Regions from separate parts of the Mus musculus genome. Here region 1 is linked to region 2. A link is a contact called in public HiChIP or PLAC-seq data. All regions are on one chromosome and are shown on one strand. Each heading gives the region's core, a stretch centred on a gene start, on an enhancer-like site or on the middle of the called end of the contact. The rest is flanking DNA. Distances are from core to core; before and after follow the strand shown. Region 1 holds the start of Nell2 (NEL-like 2). Region 2 overlaps Tmem117 (transmembrane protein 117).

The links. HiChIP or PLAC-seq counts read pairs in DNA pulled down with a chosen protein or histone mark.
Region 1: an H3K4me3 HiChIP or PLAC-seq map of embryonic forebrain shows a contact between it and region 2, with 5 times the contacts expected there. The contact joins the promoter of Nell2 here to the enhancer-like site in region 2. A contact is called at or near these places in 5 of 39 promoter capture datasets (cranial neural crest, hippocampal neurons, liver and 2 more), 2 of 484 Hi-C or Micro-C datasets (cerebellar granule neurons and cerebral cortex), 7 of 115 datasets of contacts at active chromatin or transcription factors (astrocytes, craniofacial prominence, embryonic forebrain and 4 more) and 2 of 9 other capture datasets (adipose tissue and embryonic stem cells).

Annotation. Positions count from the first base shown.
Region 1 is chr15:95,522,691-95,530,394 of GRCm38.p6, reverse strand. It overlaps Nell2 (NEL-like 2), which reads left to right and starts at 2,381. Exons shown (of 20, transcript NM_001356951.1): 1 at 2,381-2,594; 2 at 2,990-3,118. The coding sequence starts at 2,531.
Region 2 is chr15:95,059,234-95,066,167 of GRCm38.p6, reverse strand. The region is part of intron 6 of Tmem117 (transmembrane protein 117); the gene reads right to left. Gm30810 (a long non-coding RNA gene) reads left to right here. Exons shown (of 4, transcript XR_384360.4): 4 at 1-183. Among named protein-coding and RNA genes, the nearest start is that of Gm30810, 17 kb to the left of the region's middle. Within about 2 kb of position 1,552, at least 3 of the 459 cell types and tissues checked have an H3K27ac peak or open chromatin away from gene starts, as enhancers often do.

The sequences.
Region 1 (7,704 bases), core at 1,132-3,631, 460 kb before region 2:
AGATGACCTTGTAGTCTGATCCTGTCTTCGTCATCTTCTGAATGCTGCGATCACATGTTCTACATGATATCTTTCAATGCGTGCTGCTGTCAGTAGAACCTATTGCATGCTGGGCGAGCACTCTAGTAGCTAATTATTTTTTAAATAGATATTGCCTAGGTAATAAATCAGAAGATTTGCTGGTTCAAACATGAGAGATTTGTTATTGGATATTTCTCTAGGACTCTAAAGGGAATCTACTGTGCTAGACCAAGTTCATGCCAACACTGCTCTCTGGAAGAGAGGTTTTTGTTTGTTGTTTGCTTGCTTCCCTTTCCATACTAGAGTTTGCTGCAACTCTTTGGTTCATCGATCTTCTTATACTGCTTCACTCGGATCCACCCTCTAATTCCTCCTTTTCCACAGGTAGGAGTGTTGTGAGGATACTGGGCATGTGCCTCTACTCACATCCCTCTTGTTTCTCTTCCAACCATAATTTAAATAGCACTATTCATTGATACACATTTTATGTAGCCATTGCTGATATTATATTGATATTATATTTGATATTATATTGATATGGTATATGTTGATATTATATTGATCAATATTTGAATATACTATTGTAGAAAGATCTTTAAGCTGCACAAGAAATAGTTTCCTTTTCGTTTATTTTATTTTAGCAAATTTGAGATGTTGCCCTCCAATCCTTACATGGGAGCATTGGAATAGTTCTCAAAGTTTGTAAGATTTTGTCTTAAAATTTAGTGAAAATTTTGATTAAGGGGGATTAATAAATACTATCGATAAAGTTTCAAAATTCTTATCCCCCGTTAAATATTCCAAGAACTTAGGTAGACGTGTCTCCCCATCACTACTGTGATGTGTGTAGCAATGATGTATGCAGTGTGTGACATCTCATATTGCCTATGGCTTGCTGTGTTTGGTTCAGGTCTTGTTGAAAGCAGATTCTGATTAATTGGAGGAGGACTCAGAGCTCTCTAGAAACAGATGGGTGTTTTACTCACTCTTGAAACTAACTTATCCATGATGGAAGAGAACTGACTTAAAAATTCAATGCAAAATTTAGGTAGCACTCGAAAAATATACACGTCGTTGATGTTTAATTTATTTATTCAGTCTTCTAATAATCACAAATAATCCCACTCTTTTAGTCCTAAGAATGTATGAGGAGGGGGGGTGAGTAAAGTCTACATGAGTATGGTCAACAGTGAGTGGGCTTCTTAGTTTCCTGGGCTCAATCTTTTACTTAATAAAAATATACTTATCTTACTATGTATCTACAAACCTACTTATCAACCTATCTACCATCCTATCGTCCATCCTTCATCTATCCATTCATCTACCATCATCCATCCATCCATCCATCCATCCATCCATCCATCCATCCATCTATACATAGTCTTATCTGTATCATCTATTCATTCTAACACGTACTGACACTTGTTTTTCTCAGTGGGTAGAATCCCCTTGCCTTGCCCTTTGACCCTTGCTGCTGTGTAGTGTCCTGGACTTTGGATTTGGGAAGCACTCTAAGGTTTCTGGAGCTGTCCAGCAGCTCCTGGCACTTGGCTAAGTTCTGTGTGCTGTCTGCGCCTGGAGGCTCTCCAGCGCCCCGCCCTGGGCAGAAAGCCTCTCAGTCTGGGCTGGCCAGGCTTCCCCTGCTCACTACCCATCTCCTTCGGTCTCCCGCGCCTGTCCAGCTTCACCTAGGAGTCTTGCGTGCTTTGGCTGGGTTCCTTTTCCCGCCCGGGAGGGGGTGCCCTGCGCCGGGGCTGCCGTGCAGCGTGAGTGTCTAAGTGAGGGCTTCCCTCTTTTGCCCGAGGCGGCCGGGTGCCTTTCTTTGCAACCTCGCCTCCTGCGGCTGGGTGGTCCTTTCTCTCGCCGGGCTTTGGAGACACGCGCCCGATTTCGAGGGGGTGAGTGCAAACGCCGCCCATCAACTTGGCACCTGGCATTGAGATCCTAGGATCCCGAGCGGAGGCTGCGGTTGCGGGCTTGCGAGGGTGGTTGAGGACCTCTGCGGGCAGGGCTGGCTGGACCAGGCGCTGCGTGTGCAGGGGGAAAAAGAGGCCGCCCCGCCCGCGCCCCGGCTCGCGCCCCGCCCTCCCGGAGCGGTCTCGGCGGCTCCAGGCTCTCGCCATTGTCTCCGCCTTTCCAACAGGTTCGGGCGCGGGAGCGCGGGCGGGTGCGGGGCGGCCCGGCCCGGCTTTCCCGAAGCCGCCTCCCTTCCTCTGCGTGCGCGCCCGGGCCGCGTGGCTCGGCGGGGCGCTGCTCGGTGCAGGTCCCCGCAGGTCCCCGAGAGCCTGACCCGGCTGCGGCCCGCCGCGTGCGGGAGCGATGCGCGCAGAGGCGGCTCCAAGTTCGGCGCGCACCCGGGGGGGGCCGCCCCGCTCGGTCTTAGGTGTCTGAGCCCGGGTGGCGACGCCGAGGCGGTCGCAGGAGGGGCCAGCGCGGCTTTCCCGCTTCACTCCCAGCACCTCTTGGTTTTTATCTTTATTTTTAAAGAGGGAGACGATGGACTGAGACGATGCACGCCATGGAATCCCGGGTGTTACTGAGAACGTTCTGCGTGATCCTCGGGCTTGGAGCGGGTGAGTGGCCGCCGAGCAGGGCCGGGATGTTCCCCGCCATGGGGTCGCCGCCCGGTGTCCCTCTGGATTGGGGAGCTCTGGAGGATTTGCATTTGGGTCCTTTCTGTGCTTGTCCTGGGGACAGCGAGGCGGGTCACACCCTTAGGGTCTGTGGCTGAGGGGGAACTTTGCACAGAGAGGGGCTTAAAGTAGGTCAGGAGATGGGACCCAGCGCTCTGCTATTTTAAGCTTGACAGCGCGTCCAGGTAAGGCTCTCCCTGTGGAGGAGCGAGTTGCCTCTTGTCAGCACTTCCAATATCGTCGCCAAGACGCGTGCTTTCTTTGCTGCTGTAGAAGCTTGCGTTTTAATGGCCCCCTTTCTTTCTTTCTTTCCTACCCTTCCCCACTCCCACCAGTTTGGGGGCTTGGTGTGGACCCCTCCCTACAGATTGACGTCTTAACAGAGTTAGAACTTGGGGAGTCTACAGATGGAGTGCGCCAAGTCCCGGGACTGCATAATGGGACGAAAGCCTTCCTCTTCCAAGGTATGGCCCAGTGTGGAGCCCCATGTGTGTTGCGGGGAGCTGGCTCTGCGGCTTCTGGTAACTTGGCTTGGCGCTGCACGCTGCACGGAGCGGGCGGAGAGTCCCAGCTGGGGCGAGGGGGTCTCTGTGAGCTCAGGGTCTGACTCTTTTTAAGTGGGTTCTTTCTCCTCCCCTCCTCCCCCTCGCACTCCTTTTCCTCCTCCTTACTTGGTGCACTTGGTGGTTCTAATGGATAGTGCCTTAATTACCGACTAGAAACTCCAGAGGCAGATGGGTGATTTGGGCGTCTAGGGAACAATAAATTGTAACACAAACGCCTCATTTGGGTGGAATGGATTTGGGAAGGAAACAAGATAGCTCAATCTTGGTTAAAATACTGACCTCCCAAAGTTTCGGCGCTGTGGTGCCTGACCAGAGGAATTCCTTTATGGTATTTTTACTGCACATGTCTGTACTTGAAGCACGGTTACCATGGAGCGCTCCCCATTCTCCCGTGCCGATCAGCGGCGAGGGGAAGGCAATGCTACTGCTACGATTATTTTGAAATCATTTCAAGGGGACGTTCACAGAAGCATAGCCCTATATCACCATAATTGTACGTGTAGAATTTTAAAACTTTTTTTTCTTTTTGAACTCAGTGGATATTGGCTATTCATTACTGTCCAGACTTCAAATCATATTTGAATATACTGTTTAGTCAGAACAAAATTTCAGAAAAAAAAAAGCCAGCCTGCAAATTGATTGAGTAAAGCTTTTGAAAACTTCTCGCCTTGTGGGAAGGTGCTTAGCCCGAGGGTGTAAAAGGGGGCTAAACTGTCCAAGGAGATGGAATTTAAAAAGAGGCACTGGGGATGCCCTGTATCCTGAAGATCAAGGCATCCTCCCACCACCATACATGTGTGTGTGTGTGTGTGTGTGTGTGTGTTATGTGTTTCTTTTGCTATTGGGAGCTATGGCTTCAAATTGCCATCAAAATGCAACTGATAATTACTGAAACGTTGGCGATGCAAAATGCAACCAACCCAGCACATCTGCCATCAAGAAGCAGACATAGTAGGCAACTTGGATGTTTCTGTGGTGGCGCTGTTGCCTCATTCAGCCAGTGCATGTCACCATGGACAGCAGCTCTTGAGCTTTCTGTAGGGAGAGGGAAAAACTGACATGTGTTGCATTTAAGAAGAATTTGTGTTCATAATAAATTAAAACGTAAGCTCTTTAAAAATGGGTTTCAGTTAAGGTTGTTAATGAGTGTTTTTATTGCAACGAGTGTTTATGATATTTTCTTTACTCCGAGATGCTTTGGGGAGGGTGGGGCTGGGATACTGAAGACAATAGCTAAATGTAATCAAGGAAATAGAGCTCAATTGTCAGCAAAAATTCAGTTGAATAGAAATGTAATTAGGGGTAGGCTTTAGACTCATTCTCTGTGTTATTTCTATCTTTCAATTTTAGTCTCTTAGAACAGGAACTCAATATTTTAGGACTTGATAGTTTTGGTAAATAGAAAGCATAACAAACCAAGTTTCCAATAATGGTCTGCATTGTAATGAATTGTTATGATAACCTCAAAGGCTCCCTTTAGCCTTCCTAAGGGTACTTCCTATACAAAGTGTCCATCTGTCACAAGTAGAAACCAGAAATGTACATTTTATGTGGGACAATCGGACAATTATATATTGAACAGTATGACGGTTTCTAGGTAATAGTCTTAGGGTATCAGTTTCTTTTCTGGTTCATTTAAAACAATATTTATTTCGCCATAAATAGCCAGTTTCTTTAAGGTATGCATTGTGATTAAAAAAATAACCATGGCTAATGTCATATGTTTTCTTTGAATTGTGCTCAGTTGGTGGATGTCAGTTTCCAACAGTGAACTTCTTTTGTTTTTTAGCTAATACCGAGCTCAATACTAGAAAGAGCAAATGCTTCACAAATAGTTTTCATTCAAAGATGCAAAAGTTCACTTCCTGCCACCTTAAGTCTCTTTGTGTCTGAACCGCTATTTACTGTCCGCTGTGTCCTTGTAAGGCTTGCGTTCCTGATGTATTGATTGCACTGTAGTAACTTCTCTTACAAGATTTGAATTCCGAAGTCAGTGACAAGTGACTGATGTGTGGTTCTGCGTCTCCCTGGCAAGGTCTTTCCTCAGACGCCAGGCAAGCAGCAGGTTTGATAAGAACTCAGCCCTGAGCTGTGCTATTTCTCTGGATCCCACGGGGCTTAGAGGGACAAGAGCATTCAGACCGGGAAGAGTTTCGAGGTTTCATTTATAGTGAATTGAGAATGCTGCCAGTATTTGATATAGTGTGTCAAATGTCATAGCAAGAATAGAAACAAATCAAAAAAATCTGTGAGGTGCTCCCAGATTTCATACAAACTTCACGTACAAGTTTTCTGTGCTACCAGATACATTCTAAACAAGGTGAAGTGATTTCTGAGCCATCGATTGCTTCTCCAACAGATAGCAAAACTACCTGTCTCATCCCTTTGAAATAAGAAATCTCAAAACACGTTGGCCTCATGACTTTTTACTTATTTAGTATTTTTCATTTTGGTTACTTTATTTTCTCTTTCTGGTTTCTGATATACATGTATTTTGGTATTTTGAAACTATGAATATTTTAAACTATGAATGTTTTTTTAAAAACTACTGTGAAGTACAAATCTACTATTTAACATTTTGTTATACTTCCAAATCATCACTTTTTATTGGAACATCCACCATAATGCTGCAGCACTGTTTTAGTGTTGTTAAAATTTGATTTACAGTTGCTTTGAAAATTTAATGAGATTTCAAATCCAACCATTCCTTAATACTTGTGGGTTTTGGATTATGCCTGTTAGAATAATTACTTAATTTATCTGGGCAGTAGTTTGGGGTTCTAGTCATTTCTGGCTGTAACCTGACACATAGTCCCAAGCACCCTTATTATGCTTTTGAAGAATACAGCAGCATATACTGGCAATGAAAAGACTTGCAGCCAGGTGTAAGGAGTTTCAGTTCTAAGGACTATTAAAACAGCGAATAGATTCTCCCTTCCTAGCATTGGAGCCTCGCTCGTGTTTTGGCAGATAATGATCATAATAATTTTATTTTCTCTGTGTACATGAGAGATCATAAGGGATAAAGCATACACACAAACTTAGCATGGGTTTCAGCTCTTTGATCATAACAGTTTGTCCAGGCTCCCAAAATAGATAATCTCATCTGCCGTCTTAGGAAAATACCTTCTGAAGTGTTGGTAGATTGCATAATCTCATTAACCCCCGAAGCACAGATAAAATCAAAACATTTTCCCCCTTCCTTGGTAACTTGAAAGTAATCTTAGTGATTCTTCTTAAAGAACTTTTACATCTGGAAGGGAAGGCATTCCTAGGTATTTGGTGGCAGGCCAGTGACACTGGTGGGTGACTTCGTTAGAGCTCAAGGGGGTGATGAGGGCGTGTCTCCAGCAGTGTGTGAGCTACACCTCTCATGGGTGTGACAGGACACTTGAAAAAGCAACTTGAAGGAATGGTTAGTTTCAACTTGCAATTCAAAGGGGAAAACACAGGGATGAGAGTGGCTGTGTCTGTGGTGCAAGGAGCATGGCGGTGAGGGTCAGGCATGGAGAGGGTGAGGCATCCTGTGTGGAGGAAGCAGAGGGGGATGAACGCTGACCTTCAGGACTCTCTATCCCATTTTTCTTTGTATTCACCCTGAGACCATAGTCTCTGGACTACCTGCATTCAGGGCCGGTCTTTCTCAGTGAAACCTCATTGAGACATACCCTCTCCGACACAAACAATCTATGGTAATCCTAAATTCAGTTAAGTTGACAGTGAAAATTAACTGTTATAGTGAGAGCCTGTGAGTTTCAGGGCTATGGCTGTGGGTGCTTCTCTGACAGAGAAAAATAACACAGTGATCAGAGATGGACTTAGAACCCAGGTAGACTCAGGCAAAAAGTCACAAGCTGTGTGCTACTTGTGAGGACAGCCGTGAGGGTACTTACTTCTCTGAGCTTCAGTACCCTTGATGATGAAGTGAAAGCGGTTATAAGTTAAGTCCATCCACCCAAATTATTGTTGTATAATTACTAGGTCAGTGGAACTAATTTTGGACCTCTGACCTGAATTATGAAATAATACATATAGTAACAACTGATAAACCTTGCCATGTTTTTTTTTTCTTTCTTTTTAATTTACCAGCAATAGGTAACTAATGTATTTTGTTGCATAGAAGTGGCTGCTTCTGTAAGAAATACCCAACCCTATGGCAGTAGCTTTGGAATCGGGCGCTGGGCACATAGAATTCTGAGGAGTGTCAGGGCGTCTGTGTTTAGGCTTCACATCAGCTGAAGCAGTCTCTTGGGATCTTTAAATGCCGTGTGACCAGTTTTAAAGCTTCTTCCTCATTTCTGATTTGTCGCCTTTGTTTTTGCTTACTTCAGGTGGAGCTTTGTTAGTGCTGCTTAGATTTACAAAACCTCTCTAGGGCTCAGTTTATTTTATCTCTCTACCCTCTGATTTAATCAGTCAGTCAGTCTGTCCGTCCATCCATCCATCTAGCCATTCAGCACCTTCCTTCCTCCCTCCCTCCCTCC
Region 2 (6,934 bases), core at 303-2,802:
TTTGGGTACAAATGTCACTGCTGCAACCTGGCTGGCTGTGCACATGCTGCCAGCAATGGTGACATTCAATTGTCTGAATGGCTGATTTCTTCTGTGAGCTATATGGGAGAATTAATTGCTCACTGATACAAAGTAGCTGTTATTGTCCTTAGTAAATTTTAAATTTAATACTGTGGTCATTTATCTTCATGAACAAAAGGACTGATGGTACGGTTCTGTGGGGGGAAAGAGTCAATATGAAAACGTGCTCCTCACAACAGAAAGAGGATCAAACAGAAAGGGGATCAAAATGTACCATGGAGACAGAGATAAGTGACCTTCGAACTTGGTTACGATGGCTTCGTTTCTAGAATTACAATTTTTTTCCAGGACTGTCTATACTATAGCTGAAAAGTCTATCCACGGGTGAAATATGATGTTACATAGTGATAAGCATTCTGAATTAAGGCAGGAAAAGGGGATCCAAAGTAATGGGTTGGCCCCAGGTGCTGTAGTGGGAAGGAAACTTCTTTTCAGGCGATCCTCATGTGGAGACTGACGCCCATGAAAGACAGAAAGTGGATTTTAGCCGGGGACTGGTCTGGTGGGACACAACTTTAATTCCAACTCTCAGTAGGCAGAGACAGGGGAGCTCTCTGAGTTCAAGGCTAGCCTGGTCTATATAGAGTGCCCGAACAGCCAGAGTTACATAGTGAAACCCTAACTTAAGGAAGGAAAGAAGGAAGGAAGGAAGGAAGGAAGGAAGGAAGGAAGGAAGGAAGGGAGGAAGGAAGGAAGGAAGGAAGGAAGGAAGGAAGGAAAAAGAGAAAAGAAAGAGAGAAAGAAAGAGAGAAAGAGAGATGGAAAGAAAGAAAAAGAAAGAAAGAAAGAAAGAAAGAAAGAAAGAAAGAAAGAAAGAAAGAAAGAAAGAAAGAAAGAAAGAAAGAAAGACAGGGAGGAAGGAAGGAAGGAAGGAAGGAAGGAAGGAAGGAAGGAAGGAAGGAAGAAAAAGAAAGAAATGGGAGAAAGGAGGAAGGAAGGAGGAAAAGGAGGAAGACAGGAAGGAAGATAAAAGGAGGAAGGAAGGAAGGACGGAAGGAAGGAAAAGGAAAGGATCATATCAGCCAGAAGAAGTGTGTTCAAAGACACCTGGGAGGAGCCAGAAACTGACAGGCCAGCCTGGTGCTGGGAACAGGGCTGGTATAAGAGCCCAGTGAGGAAATTACTGCAGTGGCTGAACTATGGAATGATAATGTAAGCTAAGCATTCAGGTACTCAGATCCAGGTGCCTATGTGAAGGTGTTCCCAACTGATGTCTCAGCACACTGAGGAGCGGCTACAGCATCTGTCCAGGAGCTTAGGGAACTGAATCCTCCCGAGATGACCGGGGCGTGGGTCTGCTACTTCACACACGCTAACGTGGAACAGTGTGACAGTCCTATGCTACCATCTGAAAGTCTTCACCCAGCATTGACATTTAAATGCCATTGTCAGTGTGTGAAGACGCAAGGCTTTTCGGGATGGTTAGCGAACCGCGCCCTTGCTTGTGTTTGCTGGTCCTTCTGTCATGTACCACAGAGGCCCTCACCAGATGCCACAGTCACATTCTTGAACCTCCCAGCCTTCAGAATGCTGAGCCCAAGACCACCCCTATTGTTCATAAATGGAAAGGGGGCTAAGCCGAAGTGTTATGTGGATAGTTGAAAAGCTCATAGAAGTTGAGGTTAGCGGTACAGACAAGACGTCAGTAATACAGCTATTGGTTTAAGGTCAGGATGCACAAAGTGGGTGGAGTACTGAGAAACCCAGCATTTAAAATATAAAAGAGAAACTGGAGGAGGGTGTCCTAGAAGTTAGGAGGGAGAGCCGAAGCTGGTGCATGCGCCTGTAATCCCCAGGCACTTGAGAGACTGGGGCAGGGGACATTGAAAAGTAAAGGATATCCTAGGGCACAAATGAGTTTAAGGCCAGCTGTGCAACTTAGCCATGCCCTTCTCTGAAACTGTTTACTAGTGATGAGGGCTCATGATACAATTCAAGAAAGTAGCATGAGGGGAGCCCGGGGTTCCAATCCTCCTATACCCTAAAGAGTGATCAATCGTGTCCAGTGAAGCTATGGATTGAAGAAAGAATGAGAGACAATGTTTGCTAATTATACTTCTGGCAAGGGGCTTGATACAGACTATGTAATATTCTAAATATCAAGAGTAAAAAAAGGCCCAAGTTTTAAAAAGTAGATGAATCTTCATAATCTGTGTGCATTCAGTCCATTTGGGGGGAGGTGAAAACCAGACTTCCCACTCAACAGACAAGAAGTGTACTACGGACTATAGCTCAACCTCTACCCCCGTAAAGAAACAATTTGAGAAAGGGTATCATTAAATTGCCCAACTAGCCTTATGCTTGCAGTACTCCTGCCTTAGCCTGCTGGCCCAGACCCCTGTTTCTGGGACAACAGGTCCTTGCCAGTACATCTAGCTTTGCTTTCTTCTGGGAAACACTTCTCCAACATCTTTTTTCCCAGGTTGGTTTTCTATTCTGGCTCCTTTCCTGTATTCTTCACTCTGCAGCTTACTGCTCCCTTTCCCTTGCCTTCTTCTCTGGATTAATATTTATCCCACAGAGCACACAGTTTGACAGCAGCACCTGGAGGGCCAGGCACCCATAAGGCCCATGTCTCCCAGAGGATCTATAGGCAGTGTCTAGTTGTTGAGCAAGGTAGATGCATTTCCTTCACGGGTGTAGCCACTAGTAAATTGTCCACGCTCCTGTTAACTAAGTCTCCACCACCCTCCTGTGACCCCAGTAAAACTCACTGATTCACAAAAAAAATGAAAAACTCAGAATCGCTGGTCTTCTGGGAGATTCTGATCGAAACCATAATGTGGTACAATCCCAGCAAAGATGCCTCTTATCAAGAGAAGAAGGCAGGTGGTGTGGAGAAGAAGATTGTCCTCGTGTGTCAGGGACCTTGGGAAGAGGGTTTCTCTATTGAATTGCTTCCATTGAATTTGCCTGTGGGCCTTTTCTTGATTGCTAATTGATAGAGGAGGGCCCAGCCACTATTCATGTTGTCATCCATTGGGCAAGTGGTCCTGGTATTGGAGAGAAAAGGTACTGAGCAAGTCACAGGAAAAAAAAAAGTAAGCAGCATCCCTCTATGGTCTCTGCTTTTGTTCCTGCCCCAAACTCCCTCAATAATGGAATATAACTTGTAAGCTGAATGAAGAATCCTCCCCAAGTTGCTTTTGATCTATGTTTGATCGCAGTGACAGAGAAGCAAGGTAGAAGGGAGTCCAGGCACACTGTTGGTAGACATTAGTGTGGAACAATCTCTCCCAAAGCTTTAGGCAGATCCAAAAACACTACCCACAGGTGTATAACTAGAGGATACAAAATCGGTGCATGGAAGAGACATTTGCCTTCCATGTTTATCATATCACTGTTCACAGTGGCTAAGAAACAGCAAAACATCATCAACTGACGGACGGGTAAAGGCAAAGTTGTATGTATACAGAATAGAACGTATGCCGTGTGTGGTGGTGGCTAACCTTGCTCGTCATCTTGACATGCTATCAACTAAAACCCAAGCATGTGGACGCTTCTGTGAAGGATTTTTCTTGTTCAGATTATTCAAAGCAAGAAGGCCTAAATGCAGATAGCGCCTTCTGATGGCAGCCCACATAAAAGAACACGGAAGAATGGAACCTGGCTCTTTGCCTGCTTGCTCTCACTCTCGAAGACAAGTTCACCTGTGATGTTGCTGCTGGACTCCTTCACCAACATCAGGATCAACTTCTTCCTATGTATACTGAAGACTAGCAGCTCTCCACAAATCCACCAACCCTTCAGCACCTAACTAGGACTTCTGGGATGTCCAGCCTCATGGCCTCAACAGCGACCAGATTCGTGGTCTCTCCAGTGTTAGATAGTATTGTGGAACTACCTAGATTGTACCTTAGGCAATCTAATGAACCACAGAAAATATACACACACACACATACCCCACTTCATTATGTTCTGAATACCTTGACTAAGAATACAGTCTTAAAAAAACAAACAATGAAATCACGACATCTGTAATAACTTGGAAGAACCTGGAGACAGGAAGAATAAGGTTGGTCTATAAAGCCAAGTAACACATGATCCCACTCAATCGCATGTAGAGACTAAAGAACAATGATCCTTTGAATGTCGAGAATGGAATGGTAATTTTCAGAGGCTGAGGGGAGAAGGAAAGGGGAGGAGAGGGAAAGACTGCTTAGCCAGAGAACTCTTGGCTAAAGCTGGTGTGTGCATGTGTGTGCACAGGTGTGTGAAGAGGTCAGAGGTTGATGTCCAAGACTTTTCCACTGATTCTGGAGTCCAGTAGTTCTAGACTAGTTGGTCAGTGAGCCCCAGGGCTCCTGCAGCCCTGCCTCCCCAGTGCTGAGATGTCTTCCTGCTGGTGGGCAAGTGTGTTATCAACTGTGCCACCTGCCAGGCGCTGGAATGAGGAGTTCCTGTGTGCTATTCACAACACAATAAACAGCAATTATTTGTTGTGATTCTCAAAAATCTAAAAGAAAATAACTTGGAATATGTGTGTGTGTGTGTGTGTGTGTGTGTGTATCCTAATCACACAATGTATCCAAGTACTGAAATAGGAAAGAGTTCCCTGTCCAAGTGAATAAATTTAACTGAAAATGAAAATAAGGAATATTGAGGAAGTGAAAGTAAATATTAGAGCTAATAAGTAGACATCTATAGTAAAAACCTATAGTATCTATAGTACCTACTTATACACCTAATATAGTAAAAAACCTATTTACTTAAAAAAAAAACCAATCACAGAGGCATTTCTTGGAGAGGTAATATGATGATATTAATTTCAAATTATTTGATTTGATTTTGGTTTGATAGTTTCAAATGATTTGATAAAGTAAAGTGGATTTTAGTATGCTACGGTTTTCTGCACCTGGGGTTCCTTCCTATATTTTCAGTAGCTTTTGCAATGACTATTGTTAAAAAGAGGCTGTCACATTATGCCTATTCCGATTCTTTAGAGTTATTTATTTTCTGAAACAACACAGCACTAGACTGTATTCGCGATGCCTTGAATAAATGCAGTCTCAGAAACAGCAGGCTGGGTCCTCAGTTATCTGGTCTCAATGTGGTACCCTCTGTTTTCATCTTTCCCAGTAAATGCTCCATTTCTGAACAGCCCTGAAGCTTCTGCGCCTGCCTCTGCCCCTGCAGACTAGCCAATGGTAGCACGTAACAGAATGTAAAGGCTCCAGGGCAGTGGCGTTGAACTGCCGGGCTCGCCACGTCTGTCTTCAGTGAGTTTTAGGTCAGAAGCATTCATCCTCTGAGCTCTAGAGAAAAATTATCCACCCCCAAGTCAAAGAGCAACAAAATCGGAAAACAAAATATATCCAGGCAGGCTATGGAACAGAAAGTATAAAATACGTTTTGTTGTTTTAGAATTATACCCTCAGTGAATTGAAAGATTTTATGAAAACCCTTCTTAGTCCAGGGGTCAATGCCAAAGACAAGTCTAACGCACATCACTTTCCTTTCGTGGTAGTCATTGGAGAGACATTCCATCATCCTTGGAGTCCATCTGGAAAACAAATCTGCAAGCTGGGGCAAGCAACCTTATGCTCATGTCAGCAATTGTATTTTTTTTTCCCTCCGGTACCATCCATTCAGAGAAAGCCCGGCATTGCAGCGATTGGCTTTATTGGATTTCAAGTCGCCCCAAGAGCAAGAGAGTGAAATCTGTAGTTCTCAAAGCTGTCCCCAGTGTTGTTCCTGTGCTCTCTACACAGCAGCCTCACCTTATTACAGAACCAATGTAACAGTTATTAAATGCTCACTCGATGCAAGCTACATATTCTCAAAGGGAAAAATAGAATCAAACCAAGCCCTCTCTCTTACAGTTATAGACAGCAACAGTCACAGAGATGACAGCACCCTTCCCACGCAGCCCAGTAGACTGTCGCTAGGGAGGAGAGGACCCGATGATACTCAGTAATAGTCAGTGGCCCCTTTGTACTGTTCTATGCTCACATCCATTTTACTGAGAACTCTTCACGAAATTCTGATGTAAGTTGGCTCTGTTATTCTGTTCCCTTCAAAATAGGCGAACGCTCGCCATGAACTTGGTGTGTGCTGGATATATGGACTACTTAAAAACATGAATAGCGCTCTGTCCGTGTATACCTACAGTGGTTAGGGTTTTCTCATTTCATACGGAAGCAAGGGGTTCTGAAGGCAGCCACGTCACTTGCCTAAGGCTACCTCAAGTATCACCGAACGGACTCGCTCCCTGGTGCTCACAGAACCACAAAGCTTTCTTTCCTCACCATATCAGCCTGTCATGGTGTTTCCATCTGAACACTAGAAGCCAAATTCTGTGACTTGTTTCTGGCGGATGTTCGCTTACCACCACGATGACACTAGTATTGTGCGGCTCATGTTGAATTATGTTTGCTTGGCATTATTGGGCTCCCTGAAGCACATGCAAATGAGACCCTGTGGGATATGCATTGCCAAAAGAGGGCATGGCAGCAGATCTGTGTCCTTGACAGATATTCAAGCCCTTCAAGTCCTGGAAAGATCCTGCAGAACATCGAGGCTGAGTTATGTATTTAAGTCCATGTGCCTTATGGCCATGTAACTTTTTTTTTCCACAGCCAAAGCACAGATTTGGCCACAAGTTGGAATGTTTCTAAAGTGAGCTCTAATTCTTTAGCATGGGTCAGTTCAGCTTTCTAACCTGAGCAGGTTTTCATCACACTTGGGCTCTCTGATAGCTGATGCTTTTGCTATTTATTAAGAAATCAGGATGGATTGGGGATAATTTAGTGGCCACCTACTGAAAAAAAAATCAAATCTTGCAATTTGCTAAAGAAGCCCAACCTTTCTGTTTCCTAAACGCTTATTTAGTTGGCAAGATGATTTGTGCTCC